Linked DNA regions of Macaca mulatta: region 1 is linked to region 2. Evidence: chromatin contacts called from public Hi-C data. All regions are on one chromosome and are shown on one strand. The core of a region is the stretch at or near the end of the contact, and the rest is flanking DNA. Distances in the headings are between cores, read along the strand shown. Region 1 holds the start of ZNF235 (zinc finger protein 235). Region 2 holds the start of ZNF225 (zinc finger protein 225).

What was found. Hi-C and Micro-C count contacts between places; a contact is called where the count stands out from the background.
Region 1: a Hi-C map of fetal cortex germinal zone shows a contact between it and region 2, with 4 times the contacts expected there. The contact joins the promoter of ZNF235 here to the promoter of ZNF225 in region 2. A contact is called at or near these places in 3 of 14 Hi-C or Micro-C datasets (cortical neurons, fetal cortex germinal zone and liver).

Annotation. Positions count from the first base shown.
Region 1 is chr19:56,689,349-56,696,315 of T2T-MMU8v2.0, reverse strand. It overlaps ZNF235 (zinc finger protein 235), which reads left to right and starts at 4,734. Exons shown (of 5, transcript XM_077983222.1): 1 at 4,734-5,070; 2 at 6,328-6,390. The coding sequence starts at 4,852.
Region 2 is chr19:56,504,695-56,510,870 of T2T-MMU8v2.0, reverse strand. ZNF225 (zinc finger protein 225) reads right to left here and starts at 3,861. Exons shown (of 4, transcript XM_077983237.1): 1 at 3,679-3,861. It overlaps LOC106994793 (a long non-coding RNA gene), which reads left to right and starts at 4,008. Exons shown (of 2, transcript XR_003725015.2): 1 at 4,008-4,423.

The sequences.
Region 1 (6,967 bases), core at 3,485-5,984, 180 kb before region 2:
CACCATGTTGGCCAGGCTGGTCTCGAACTCCTGACCTCAGATGATCTGCCCACCTCGGCCTCCCAAAGTGCTGGGATTAGAGGTGTGAGCCACTGCGCCCTGCCAGGTTGTCTTAAATTTTTTCAAGAAAATGTGGTGAATCTGCTACTCTCATAAACTGTTTGTGGGAGTGGAAACTAGTGCAGTTGCTTTGAGGAATTAATTAGCAGTAGCTATTAAAAGTTTAAATATGCTTACCACATGACCTAGCAATTGCATTTTTTCTGCGCCTCCCGTGGAGAATGCTCACACGGGCATGAATGAGACGTTTATTGCAGCTTTTTTGTAATAGTGGAAAAAGTGAAAATAATTTCAATGTCTTTCATCCTATAACTGTATAAACAGATTTGCAAAATATTATGTAGCATATAAGGTGAATGATGTTCTTTAAGTCTTACAAGGGTACACATTCTACACATTTAAATGCATATAAACGAGTCCAGAATAGTAATAAATAAAAAAAAATAAAAAAGAGTCCATAAGAATAGATACTAAACTGATAATGGTCTCTACCTTAAAGACAGGGAATGAAGAGTACTGGGCAGCTGTGGTGGTCGAAGGAGATGTTAACTGTATCTTTAGTATTATAATAATTTAAAAGAAAATAGTAGATTATCATTTTATAATTTAAAAATATTAATACTAATAATATCGTTACTACTGATAGGGGAAATCGAGTTAACAAATACCCAGTTATATGATAGAAGTGGAAAATGCAATTTCTCAATCCGGAATCCATGAAAGAAGTATTGCTTAGCTAAGCATGGTACCAAGAGAAATATGCACTGACTGGGTGATGTGTCAAAGATTAGCAGCCTTTAGAGAAAGGAGCCTTTTGCCCAAAGAGAAGCATTGTTACAGGTTGCATTCCCTGGGAAGTAGACTCTGAAATGGACAGTAGCACTCAGGTGGTGCAAATGTATTACAAATATCAAGAAAAGTATAATTTGAAGTGGAGCATGAAGATGTGACAAAATGGCTACAATTTCATGATAAAACTTGATAAGGAGTTATTTCTTAAGGATGAACAAAGAAAGTGGTTTCATGAAATGGAATCTACTTTTAGTGAGGATGCTGTGAGCACTGTTGACATGACAACAAAGGATTTAGAATATAATGTAAACCTAGTCGATAAAGCAGTGGCAGGGTTTGAGAAGACTGACTCCAATTTTGAGAGATGTTCTACTGTGGGTAAAATGCGATCAAACACCATCACATGCTACAGAGAAATCTTTCATGAAAGGAAGAGTCAATCACTGGGGCAAACTTCATTGTTGTCTTATTTTAAGAAATTTCCACAGCCACCCCAGCCTTCAGCAACTACCACCCTGATCAGCAGCCATACACATCAAGACAAGACCCTCTCCCAGAAAAAAGATTACACAACTCACAGAAGGCTCAAATGATTGTTAGCATTTTTTTATCAACAAAGTATTTTTAAATTAAGGTATGTACATTGCTTTTGTTTCTTTTTTCTTTTTTCTTTTTTCTTTTTTTTTTTTTTTTGAGACAGAGTCTCACTCTGTCGCCCAGGCTGGAGTGCAGTGGCACGATCTCGGCTCACTGCAAGCTCTGCCTCCTGAGTTCACGCCATTCTCCTGCCTCAGCCTCCCAAGTAGCTGGGGCTACAGGTGCCCGCCACCATGCCTGGGTAATTTTTTTGTACTTTTAGTAGAGACAGGCTTTCACCATGTTAGCCAGGATGGTCTCGATCTCCTAACCTCATGATCCGCCCGTCTCAGCCTCCCAAAGTGCTGGGATTACAGGCGTGAGCCACCGTGCCTGGCCGTACATTGCCTTTTTTTTAGACATAATGCTATTACACAGGTAAATGGTATGTTTACAGTATAGTATAAACATAACTTTTATGTGCACTAAGAAACCAAAAAAATCATGTGACTCACTTTATTGAGATATTCATTTTATTGCGGTGGTCTGGACCCAAACCTGCAATATCTCCCAGGTATGCACATATTAAGAAAACTTTGGTCAAGTAAGGTGGTCATGCCTGTAATCCTCTGCACTTTGGAAGGCTGAGGTGGGAGGATTAGGATTGCTTGAGGCTAAGAGTTAGAGACCAGCCTCTGCCACATAGGAAGACTCCATTTCTACAAAAAAATTACGTTAAAAAATTATCCAGGCATGGTGGTACATGCCTCTAGTCCTAGCTACTCAAGAGGCTGAAGCAGGAGGATTACTTGAGCCCAGGAGTTTAAAGTTACAGTGAGCTATGATGATTTCACCAGTGCACTCCAATGTAGGCAACAGAATGAGACCCTGTCTCTAAACAAAATACTTTCTGCCCTGAGGTTCATAAAGGTATTAGCCCATATTATTAAGTGGTGTAATTACTTCTGGAACTAATTACCCAGTGTTAGGTCAAACTTCACAGATTAAGTGCACAGTCCTCATAAGACTTTTTTCATTCCAAACTGCAAGTTCAAGGGTTTCCATGCCACCCTCACTTCTGACCAGCTGACCACTTCTGATCACTAGCCTCTCAGGTTTAATAATTTACTGAAACAACTCACAGAACCCAGGAAAATTATATTTATTAATTACAGCTTTATTATAACAAAAGGATACAAATCAAAACCAACCAAAGGTAGAAAATGCATAGGGCAAGGTCTGGGAGGGTTCCAGATAGAAAATTCCATGGTTCTTTCTCTTGAAATCAGGACACATTACCCTCCCAGCACACAGCTGTATGAGAATACTTGCCAACCAAAGAAGTCTATCCAAGCTTGTATTCATAGATTTTATTAGGGCTTTATTACATAGGTGTGATTGATTGAAGAACTGACGTGTAACTCAATCTCTAGCCCCCATCCTCTACACAGGCTGATGTTATTTGGCTCAGAGTCCTAAACTTCAAATCACATGATCGATCTGTCTGGTGTAACCAGCACCTATCTGAAGTAATCTCACTAGCATAACTTATCTAGAGGCCCATGATGTGTTTCTGTCAGAGACAATCTGTCAGATAGAGTGTGAGTGGCCCACCGTGAATAACAAACAGCTTCTATAATTCAGGATATTTTAAGAGTTTAAATGCCATCTCCCAGGAACTAGGGACAGAGGCCAAAAAAGTTGGAGAAATCCAGAATGTGTAACATCATAACAACTGACCTAATTCCTTCAACAGGCCAGGGTCTGAAAAAGGGGATGATGCAGTAGTGTTCAATAATAAATACACCTAAGTAGATAAATAAAATGAATAGACTGGATATTGATTTGACAAACCAGTCATAAGATACTTTTAGGTAATCAGGAAATTTTTAAAGCAGATTGGGTATGTAAAGGAAAATAAAAATCTCAGGATCTTCCAAACTTAGGCAAATGTGGAGATTAAGCCCTGGAGTTCATGAATTGTAATACCCTCTTCCAAATGAACAGCTATGCATTAGCCCGATCCCCATGAAAGGTGAAAAGCCTCAGGTATTTGGGAAGAGCTTTCCCCATAGATCATTCATAAGTAAACTTATGTGCAAGTAAAACCTTGCAGTCTTTCTCCAAGCCCATGTGTGATACGATTCTTCTGGTACACCAAGGCAAGAAACTCTGGGATACAAGACGCCTCTTGTGCTTGCGATAAGGCAGGGGTCTAATTGAGCTAACACAAGCCTCCTATGGATGGCTAAACTAAAAAAGTACCCTGTGAAATACGCCCACTGGGGCTTCAGGAGCTGTAAACATTCACCCCTAGACACTGTCGTTGGGTTGGAGCTCTGCAACCTGCCGTGTGCAGGCTCCCCCTAGAGGTTTGAGCAGCTGGGCACGAAGAAACGAGCCACACCCCCATTACATGCCCTGGGAGGGGGACAAGCGAACTTTTCCCGTTTCATCACAATTTACTTTCGGCACTAACATGATTGTTCAGCTGTCTTCATCAGCAGGCCTTTATTCGAGGAGATTCCTGCCCAAGCAAACTGTTTAATTGTTCATTATGCTTCCGCAGAGACCCATCAAATTTTCAATCTCTTCCAAAGAAAGTACCAATAGATTGCACCTTAAGATTTTTTGTTTCAAAAATCCTTGCTATATCCACCAATCCCGGACTGTAGTATCATGATCATTATGCAATACTAATAAAATCCCTTGCAATGAAAGACCCGCCTTAAACATCCAGTTCTCAATCAGTTCCAACCTTGCCTTGACACTTTGCTCTGTGAAGGTGCCAACGCTCCGTCGAAGTGTTGTCCTCCATTGCTGCAATCAGCAACAAATTCCGTTGTTTGTCTTATCAACAGGTTGAGCTGATGATATTCGGGGAGCCGGCATTTGACACAAGTTTGAGATCTGGTATTCCTTAACGTTCGGCGTCCATCGGAGCTCAGCCTAAGTCACTTTTACGCTTCCCATTTTTAGCCTACCCTTTGTTTCTGCTAAAAATTTTGGTTTCTAGCTTATTTTCATAATACAAGCTGAACTTTTCACTTTTATATGCCATCACTTTAAAAATTTTACAATTATTTTCTCATGAATTTTTAAAATGAATAAAACTAAAAGGAATCTGACAGTAGTAGCGCCAGAGAAGTGTCTCAAACCCAACCGGCTTGAGTCAAAACAAAACCCAGCTGGTGGGAAGCACGACCCTTGGAGCATTCTGGGAACTGTAGTCCAGGAGTGAGAGAACTCTGAGACGCTTCCGCTTAGGAATTCTGGGAAGTGGAGTCCACGAACCGTGGGCACTCGCAGGCACTTCCGCTCCAGGAAGGCGAGGTCGGACCTGAGATAGCTCCCAGGGAGGTGAGTCAGCTCCGGGTCTCCAAGACTTCTCCGAGCCCTCTTGGCCTGGGCGTGGGGCCAGCGATGAACCGGTCCTTGGCTTGGGGAAGAGAAGCTGTGGCCAGCGCTCGAGGGCAGGGTTGGGAGACTGCGGGAGTTTGCGTCCCCTTGGCGGAACCTCTTGCGTTGGGGGCGGGCTCGCGTCGTGCTTCGAGGTTGAGGGTCTCCCGCCCTCTCTGCTGCCCTAGCCAGCCTCACGCACTTACGAGCCAGTCCTGCCTGCTCCTCGCGGCAAAATATTGGGCAAGTTACTTAATCTCTCCTTGTCTCAGTTTCCTCGTGCCTGTAAAGGGTTAGTGCGTTCCCAGTGATGTTCTTGTGAGAATTAAATGAGATTTTATAGAAATAAGCTTAAAACCAGTGCATAGGAAAATGTTGGATGCCGCCGTTAATTCTGTTATACTCAAAAAGACGCCTGTTGTTTGGAAACTCCTCTGAACCTGGGATGGGGTCGGAGATCCAGCTACGGAGCCGCTGTCCCTTCTCTAATCCTTGCCTGATGTGGGGCCGTTCCTGGATTCTTGTACTTTTCTAGCCTCTTGACAGGAGATTAGTTCCAGCCGGAGCCTGGGGAATGTCCTCTGTGTTTTATCTCAGAGAAGCGATCGTCATTACAGATTTGCAGAGTGCCAGAGGTGTCCTGAGGCGCTAATAAATGTTCAGTATTATGTGGTTGTAACCAGTAATCCCGTGTGGTTAACTTAAGTGTAACAGCATTTCTTAGAGAGTTTTAGGTTTTTAGTAGTCATTGCTTTCATGCATATGGAAAAAGAGACTTTCTTGAGGCTCCTCCAGCTGAGTAACATTTGCAAGTAATTACATCTATTGGAGGAAAAAAAAATCCGTAGCAGTTTAACTGTCATTACCAACGGACCTAATTATGTTAGACAACCAATCACAGTTACAGACTTTTCTGAGGGTCATGGTAACTCACAGGACAGAGCAATTATCTTTGAGTTCTGGGTTTCTTGAAAGATTCATTTTCTAGAAAGCATACTCAAAAGGGCAGTTTTATGAAGCATAATAGCACTTGCTTGTCAGAAGCTGCAGGAAATAGAGAATACAGGCATTATTTTCCCCATTTACAGGTGACTGAATTAAGGCACAGAGAGATTAATAATTCGCTTAAGGTTTATACTGCTTATACTGTTTATACTGATCAGTAGAAAATAAGTAGAAATGCCAAAATTTGAAGCCAGGCATTTTGGCTCTGTTACATTACCCTGCCTGTCTTTGTCTCATTTCCTTGGAGACTAAGGTTCAGAAGGAGTACGCAGGGAGCTGCATTTGATTTAGGTCTGTTAATATGAAATGTTCATGAACAAAAGCAGCTGGGTGAGGGGGCCCAGTGGTAGCTGGGATCCAGCTCCCGTTCTCACTAAGCTGTGTGTAACTGTGCCTGCCTAGAGAAAGGGAGACCTTTCTCTAAAGTGCCACATAAAGTGCCATGTTGACTAGTGGCATCCCTAACCTATCTCATGATGCCTTTGCCTCCCCCAGGTTCACTCCCCCGGAACTCCGCCTTTTCCCGGAAGGAAGAGGGGGAAAATGACCAAGTTCCAGGTAAGTTTATTTTGCCTTTCTGGTTTCTTAAAATGACATCTCATTGCACAAAGATTGGACACATTTTTCCCATTTGGAAGAGTAAAGGGAACGAAAGGTGCTTGAAAGATTGTTATATGCCGGGCTCTTGCCTTTTATTTCCAAATAATAGTATAAACATTAACAGATATATATATATATCTTAAATATTTTAAAATCTATTTCTGTGTAATATATTTATATATGTAAATATAAATTTCTAAATATATATATTTAGAGACAGAGTCTCACCTTGTTTCCCAGGCTGGAGTGCAGTGGCTTACTGCATTCTGGGCCTCCTGGGCTCAATAGATCCTCCCACCTTAGCCTCTTGAGTAGCTGGGACCACAGGCACGTACCGCCACAACCGGCTAATTATTTTTAATAGAGAGGGGATATTCCTGTGTTGCCCAGGCTGGTCTTGAACTGCTGGGCTCAAGCGATCCTCCTGCCTTGGCCTAACAGATACATTTTTTAAGTGGAAAACAACTCTCACATTACAAATATGTTTACCAATAATTTCCCACCTTCCTTTTCATTTGCACTCACAAATATATAT
Region 2 (6,176 bases), core at 2,612-5,111:
TTTAAAATAATTTTAAATGAAAATTAAAATGTCAATAAATAGGCATATTTAAAATTGTGATCATATAATATCAGGTCTCAATTTTTTACCAAACTCTGATCTTTCAAGAGGATACATGTACACTGATTTGTCTTACCATAATCAAGAGCAGGTTATCAATTTTCCCATGATTTTTATAATCATATTAGGAAGAATTTAACAGTTTCACTTATTTGATTATAAATAATACCATCACCTTTTCAAATATTTATTGGCCATCTCAATTTCTTCTTTTAAACTTACCTGTTAATGCCCTTTATTCATATTCCTTTGGATTTTCTTTTTCTATTCTGTACGTAAGATTCTTATGTTGGATTTTATCTTTTTTAGATATACAAGTAGTGAATATTTTCGCTCTAGGCTGTTATATTTTCTGATAACATTGTGTGCGGTATCCTTTACCATACTGAAAGTAAAGATTTTCTATCATGACTATGGTTATCACTGTCTTTGAGTGCCTGGAGCATTGGGTCCATCTGAGTAGGTGTCAAGTCAGGAAGAAAGGTCACCCCGAAATGGTGCCTGGAAGGAGCAGTGCCACGTGTGGATGCTGGCTCTCAGGTTGGCACAACACAACAGGCTATAACTGCTTAACTGCAGCTTCACACAAGGATTATTGGAGGTGTTCACACAGGAGGAGCTAGATTCTGTTTCTCCCATGCTATATCTCTGTTGTACTCCCTAAGTCTTCCCAAGACTGAGAAGAACATCTGAGAATACGAGTAGTCAGATGAAATACGGTCAGGCACGGTGGCTCACACCTGCAATCCCAGCACTTTGGGAGGCTGAGATGGGTGCATCACCTGAGGTCAGGAGTTTGAGACCAGCCTGGCCAAGATGGTGAAACACCATCTCTACGAAAAATACAAAAATTAGCCAGGTGTGGTGGTGTGTGCCTGTACTCCCAGCTACTCGGGAGGCTGAAGCAGGAGAATTACTTGAACTCGGGAGGCAGAGATTGCAATGAGCCAAAATCAGGCCACTGCACTCCATCTTTGGTGACAGAACAAGACTCCATCTCAAAAATAAAAAAGAAATTTTAACAGCAAGAGAGGCAAGCTGTATTCACCTTCAACGTGTTCATTTTTCCTCCTATTTCAGGGAATATTCAGAGTCCTGAGTGATGCAGTCCGAGGGAAAGCAGAATCCTGCCTGGAAAGTACCAGGGAAAGCAGAGAAAGAGACATGAAAGTGTGGCCAGGGATGCCGTCCGCCAACACGAATGTGTATTGTAAATGAACACATGAATGTTCACAACAGCATCATTCATAGTAACCCAAAACTGCACACCAACAAATGCCCTCCTATGAGTACAGGGATAGACAAATTGTGGCCTATTCTTACAATGGAATCTTATTTGGAAATTAAAAGGAATGAAGTACTGTTTATGCTACACCACACATGAACTTTGGAAACATTATGCTAAGTAAAAGAAGCCAGTCACATAGGAAGGCCCACATATTGCATGATCTATTTCTATGAAGTTCCAGAGTAGGCAAGTGTATATAATGAGAAAGTAGGTAGGTGATCTCTGCATATTTGAGGTGAGAAAGAGGATTAACTATAAGTAGGCATAAGGAGTCTTAATGGGGGATGAAAATGATTTAAACTGAATTATGGTGATGTTTATTCCACTCCACAAAGTTCCTAAAAATCATTAAAGTGTCAAGCGTGGTGGCTCACACCTGTAATCCCAGCACTTTGGGAGGCCAAGGCGGGCAGATCACAAGGTCAGGAGATCAAGACCATCCTGGCTAACACGGTGAAACCCCGTCTCTACTAAAAATACAAAAAATTAGCCAGGTGTGGTGGCGGGTGCCTGTAGTCCCAGCTACTTCGGAGGCTGAGGCAGGAGAATGGCGTGAACCCGGGAGGCGGAGCTTGCAGTGAGCCAAGATCGCGACGCTGCACTACAGCCTGGGTGACAGAGCGAGACTGTCTCAAAAAAAAAAAAAAAAATCATTAAAGTGTACACATGAAATAGGTAGATTCTACGATATATAGAATACACCTCAATAAAATTGGACAAAGTATTGGTAATTGTTAATCCACATGTCATTTAACTTAATAAGACTGGATTCTGCATCCACACTAATAGAATATTTATAGTTGAACGAATGAATAAGCAAATGAAGGAGGAGGGGAAGCTCACCTTTACAGGAGAATGTGCACTAATAAATGTATTTCTCCTTAAAAATTTTTATTTAACTAAAAAATTAGGGAGTGTATATTGAGAGCAACTTGAATCTGTGTTCCTGGGGTTAAAAAAAAATTCAAAATAATAACTTTACAATGCAGAAATCTGACAAACATGACTTTGGCCAAGTGAAAAAAGTTGAGATCACCAATGAAGTGACAAACTGACATACGCCCCTGTTATGTTGCAATAAGAAATTTACCACTTCAGGCTGGGCACGGTGGCTCATGCCTGTAATTCCAGCACTTTGGGAGGCAGAGGCGGTTGAATTACCTGAGGTCAGGAGTCTGAGACCAGTCTGGCCAACATGGTGAAATCCCGTCTCTACTAAAAATACTAAAATTAGCTGGGTGTGGTGGCAGGCACCTGTAATCCCAGCTACTTCGAAGGCTGAGGCAGGAGAATAGCTTGAACCCGGGAGGTGGAGGTTGCAGTTAGCTGAGATCGTGCCATGCACTCCAGCCTGGGCGACAAGAGCGAAACTCCGTCTCAAGGAGAAAAAGAGAGAGAGAGATTTACCACATCTGTGGTATTCCCGCAAAAAAAGATGCATATATTGAAGTTAAACATGAAATACATCAGAAAACTCAAAATGAACATCTTTGACCCAAATAACTTCATCTATACTCTTCAAAAATAACAAGGATAAAATATCAAGAAAAAAAGATGAAAGCTATGCTATTTTTCGAGATTAAAGACTAGAAAAACCTGACAACTGAAAGCAACACCCATGCCCTAAGACACATTCTATACACACTCGGTTGGGGTGAGCATCTCTGTCAAAGAAAAAAGCCAAGGATCACTCACGTAGAGCTTTGCCGTCAGAAGCCAAAAAGTCCTTCCCTGCAGCTCTTTTGGAAAGGTAGGGCTGGGTAAGGAGAAGGCTGTGAAACACCCTGACCGTGGTCGCCGTGCGCCATAAAAGTTAAATGTGCCTCTTCCTTCATGGAAGTGGACGCAACCCTCGCTTTCCTAAAAAAGGTCAGAAGGCGTCCAGAATCATCCAGCGTCCTGCAGGGATCAGGGAGAAGGGCCGGTGCCCCTGCAGCTGGAGCTCTCACCCCACCCGGGGACCGGCTTTGTGGGAAATTAACAAGAGACCACCAGTCACCAAGTGACAGGGGTTGCTTTAAGGCTGTCATTTGTGTTACCTCTTCCAGTTCCCAAAACGATTCTATTAGGATGTTCCTAAAGTCCCCATCTTAAAGAACAGTAACGGTAGACCCAAGGAGATTAACATCCTAACGTTTTATCGCGAGGACGTGGCCACGCGCGTGGGGTGCAGGGAGGCGGAGTGGGCGAGCTCAGAGCCCCGGAAACCCTAAAACCTGGCGAGACGCAACCCGACAAAGTCCCAAACACCCCGGGGACGCGAGGACAGCCCCAAGCCCAAGAAGGCTCCACTGACTAGAACGAAAACAGCCGCCCTCGCCCCGCCAAACCTCTGCTGTCCGACGGGGTTTCTTTTCCCCTAATTCGATCACCAGTTGGTTGAGGATCCAATGCGTAGGTCCAGGAAATTCAGAAGGGTCCGGCGGAACTGACCCAAACCACCAGGGACAAAACTGCAGCAACCTTACAGTCCCGGAGCGGAAGTGCCCTCTACTCCACAGAGCGTCTGGACTCCACTTCCCAGAATTCCTGAGCCAAACTGACCGCGGCGACCCCGAGCGTCTGCACTACACTTCCCAGAATTCCCTGGGATCCGCCTGCCAGAGCCTAATTGACTGCGACTCCCCTGAGCGTCTGGACTACATTTCCCAGAAATCCCGATTCGCCTGCCGGAGCCGAACTGACCGCTACTCCACTGAGCACCTGGACCGCCGTTACCAGAATTGCCTGTGTCCTCCTCCTGGAGATAGTGTGTGCGACTCCATAGAGCATTTGGATTACACTCCTCCGAATCCCGAAGGAAAAACGCTCAAAATCTCATTCTTCAGGGGGAAGCGTTGCCACTCCGGGGTGCCCACTGGGAACGAATCCCAAACCCACGAGCGCCTGCCTGGTGGGGAATGTGAACTGTTATCCTGAGAATCGTCCTTCTCTCTCCCTGGTTCAGGACAGAAAATATTGAATAGACGGGAATTCCTGAAGTCTAAACGCCTCCAACGATAAGAGGAGTGTTATTGGAAAGGGAACAAGCGAGAAGACGCAATCTTCGAGGAGTTAAGTTTTGCTAATCTAATGGTAAGAAGTGGTATCTAAATGTAGTTTTAATTTGTATTTGTTCTTTTGTAAATAAAGTGGAGCATCCTTGCATATTTTCCGTTGCCATTATTATAGTGTTTGTGAATTGGTCAAATGTTTTGCCCACATTTCTATTGAGTGTTTAGTCTTTTTGCCTCCGTTAAGTATTATTTACAGATTCATACTAACATTGTATCAAATATTGCTCAACCAAAAAGCTTTTCCTTTGACTTCTGTTTTTCGCTATGCAGAACGTTTTTAACATAGTCGTTTTATTATTTAAAAAACATTTTTGAGGTGTAATTCACAAAACAAAACTATTTTAAGGCACGTAATTCAATGGCAATGGCATCTAGTACAAATAGAGTGTTGTTGATGTAGGAGTTAAGAAGCAATCACTTAGGCAGATAGGGTATGGGAGCCCTCGGTAAGGCTTTTCTGTTTAATGAAAAACAGCCCCAAATTATTTCCCTTCCTAAGGAAGAGCAGCCTGTAAAATGGAGCTGCCGCAGACATAGATACCGCCAGTTGTGCCAATCATGTTCAAGATGGCGGCTCCATCTTCCCTTCTCTTTGCCAGCCACGTGCACAGTAAGGAGTAGATAAGATGGGCCAATCAACTGGGAAGTCTATTTGCATAAAAAGATTAGGGTGGGGCGACCAGCCTTCCCCAGGCACTACGTAAACGTCATAACTGATCGAACCAATCTGTGACGCCTATGTAAATCTGACAGTGCCTCCTCAAACTGGACTGTAAAACTCAGCACATTCGCTGCCAGCCGACCCTCTTCCGCTCCGAGACCCCTTCCTCTATAGAGTAACCCATTTCTCTTTCTCTTCTCCCTATTAAACCTCCGCGCCTAAACTCCTCTTGTGTGTCCCTGTCCTAAATTTTCCTGGCACTTAACGACGAACCCCGGGTTTATACCTCAGACAACGTAGCTGCTTCATTGTGAAACCACCACCTCTTGAATTCCAAAACATTTTTATCACCCAAAGAAAACCCCATGCGCACTAAGCAAATCACTACTGTTGTCCATAATCCCACTCCTGGTGAAACATTAATCTTTCTCTCCTTTCTATTACCTATTTTGGACAAATCATAAAAATGAATGGAAGCTTTTGTTTCTAACTCCCTTTGCTTAGCATAATATTTTTAATGTTATTCACATCACATCACATATCAGTACTTCATTCCTTTTCATAGATGAATAATATTTTATGTTTATACTACAATTTGTTTCTGCATTCATACGTTGATGCACATTTGGCTTCTTTTCACCTTTTGGCTGTAGTGAACAGCGTTACTACAAATGTTCATGTACACGTATTTGTTTCATTACCAGCTTTCAGTTTTTTGTTTGGTTTTGTTATTTTTTGAGACGTTGTTTCGCCTCCCGCTTTCCAGCAATTCTCCTGCCTCAGCCTCCTGCGTAGGATTACAAGCATGCACCACCACGCCCGGCTAATTTTGTATTTTTAGTAGAGACGGGGTTTCTCCATGTTGGTCAGGCTGGTCTCGAACTCCCGACCACAGGTGATTGGACCACCTCGGCTTCCCAAAGTGCTGGGATTACAGGCGTGAGCCACCGTGCCCAACTGTGTATTCCACTTCTTTCTGCTGCTGAGACAATAATTTCAGATGACTTATCTTTATATTCACTCATTCTGAAGATAATATAGCAAGAGTAGGGAGATGAATATTAGGTGCACTTACCTATGGCTTCAGAGCCTGCACAAACAATCTCATATA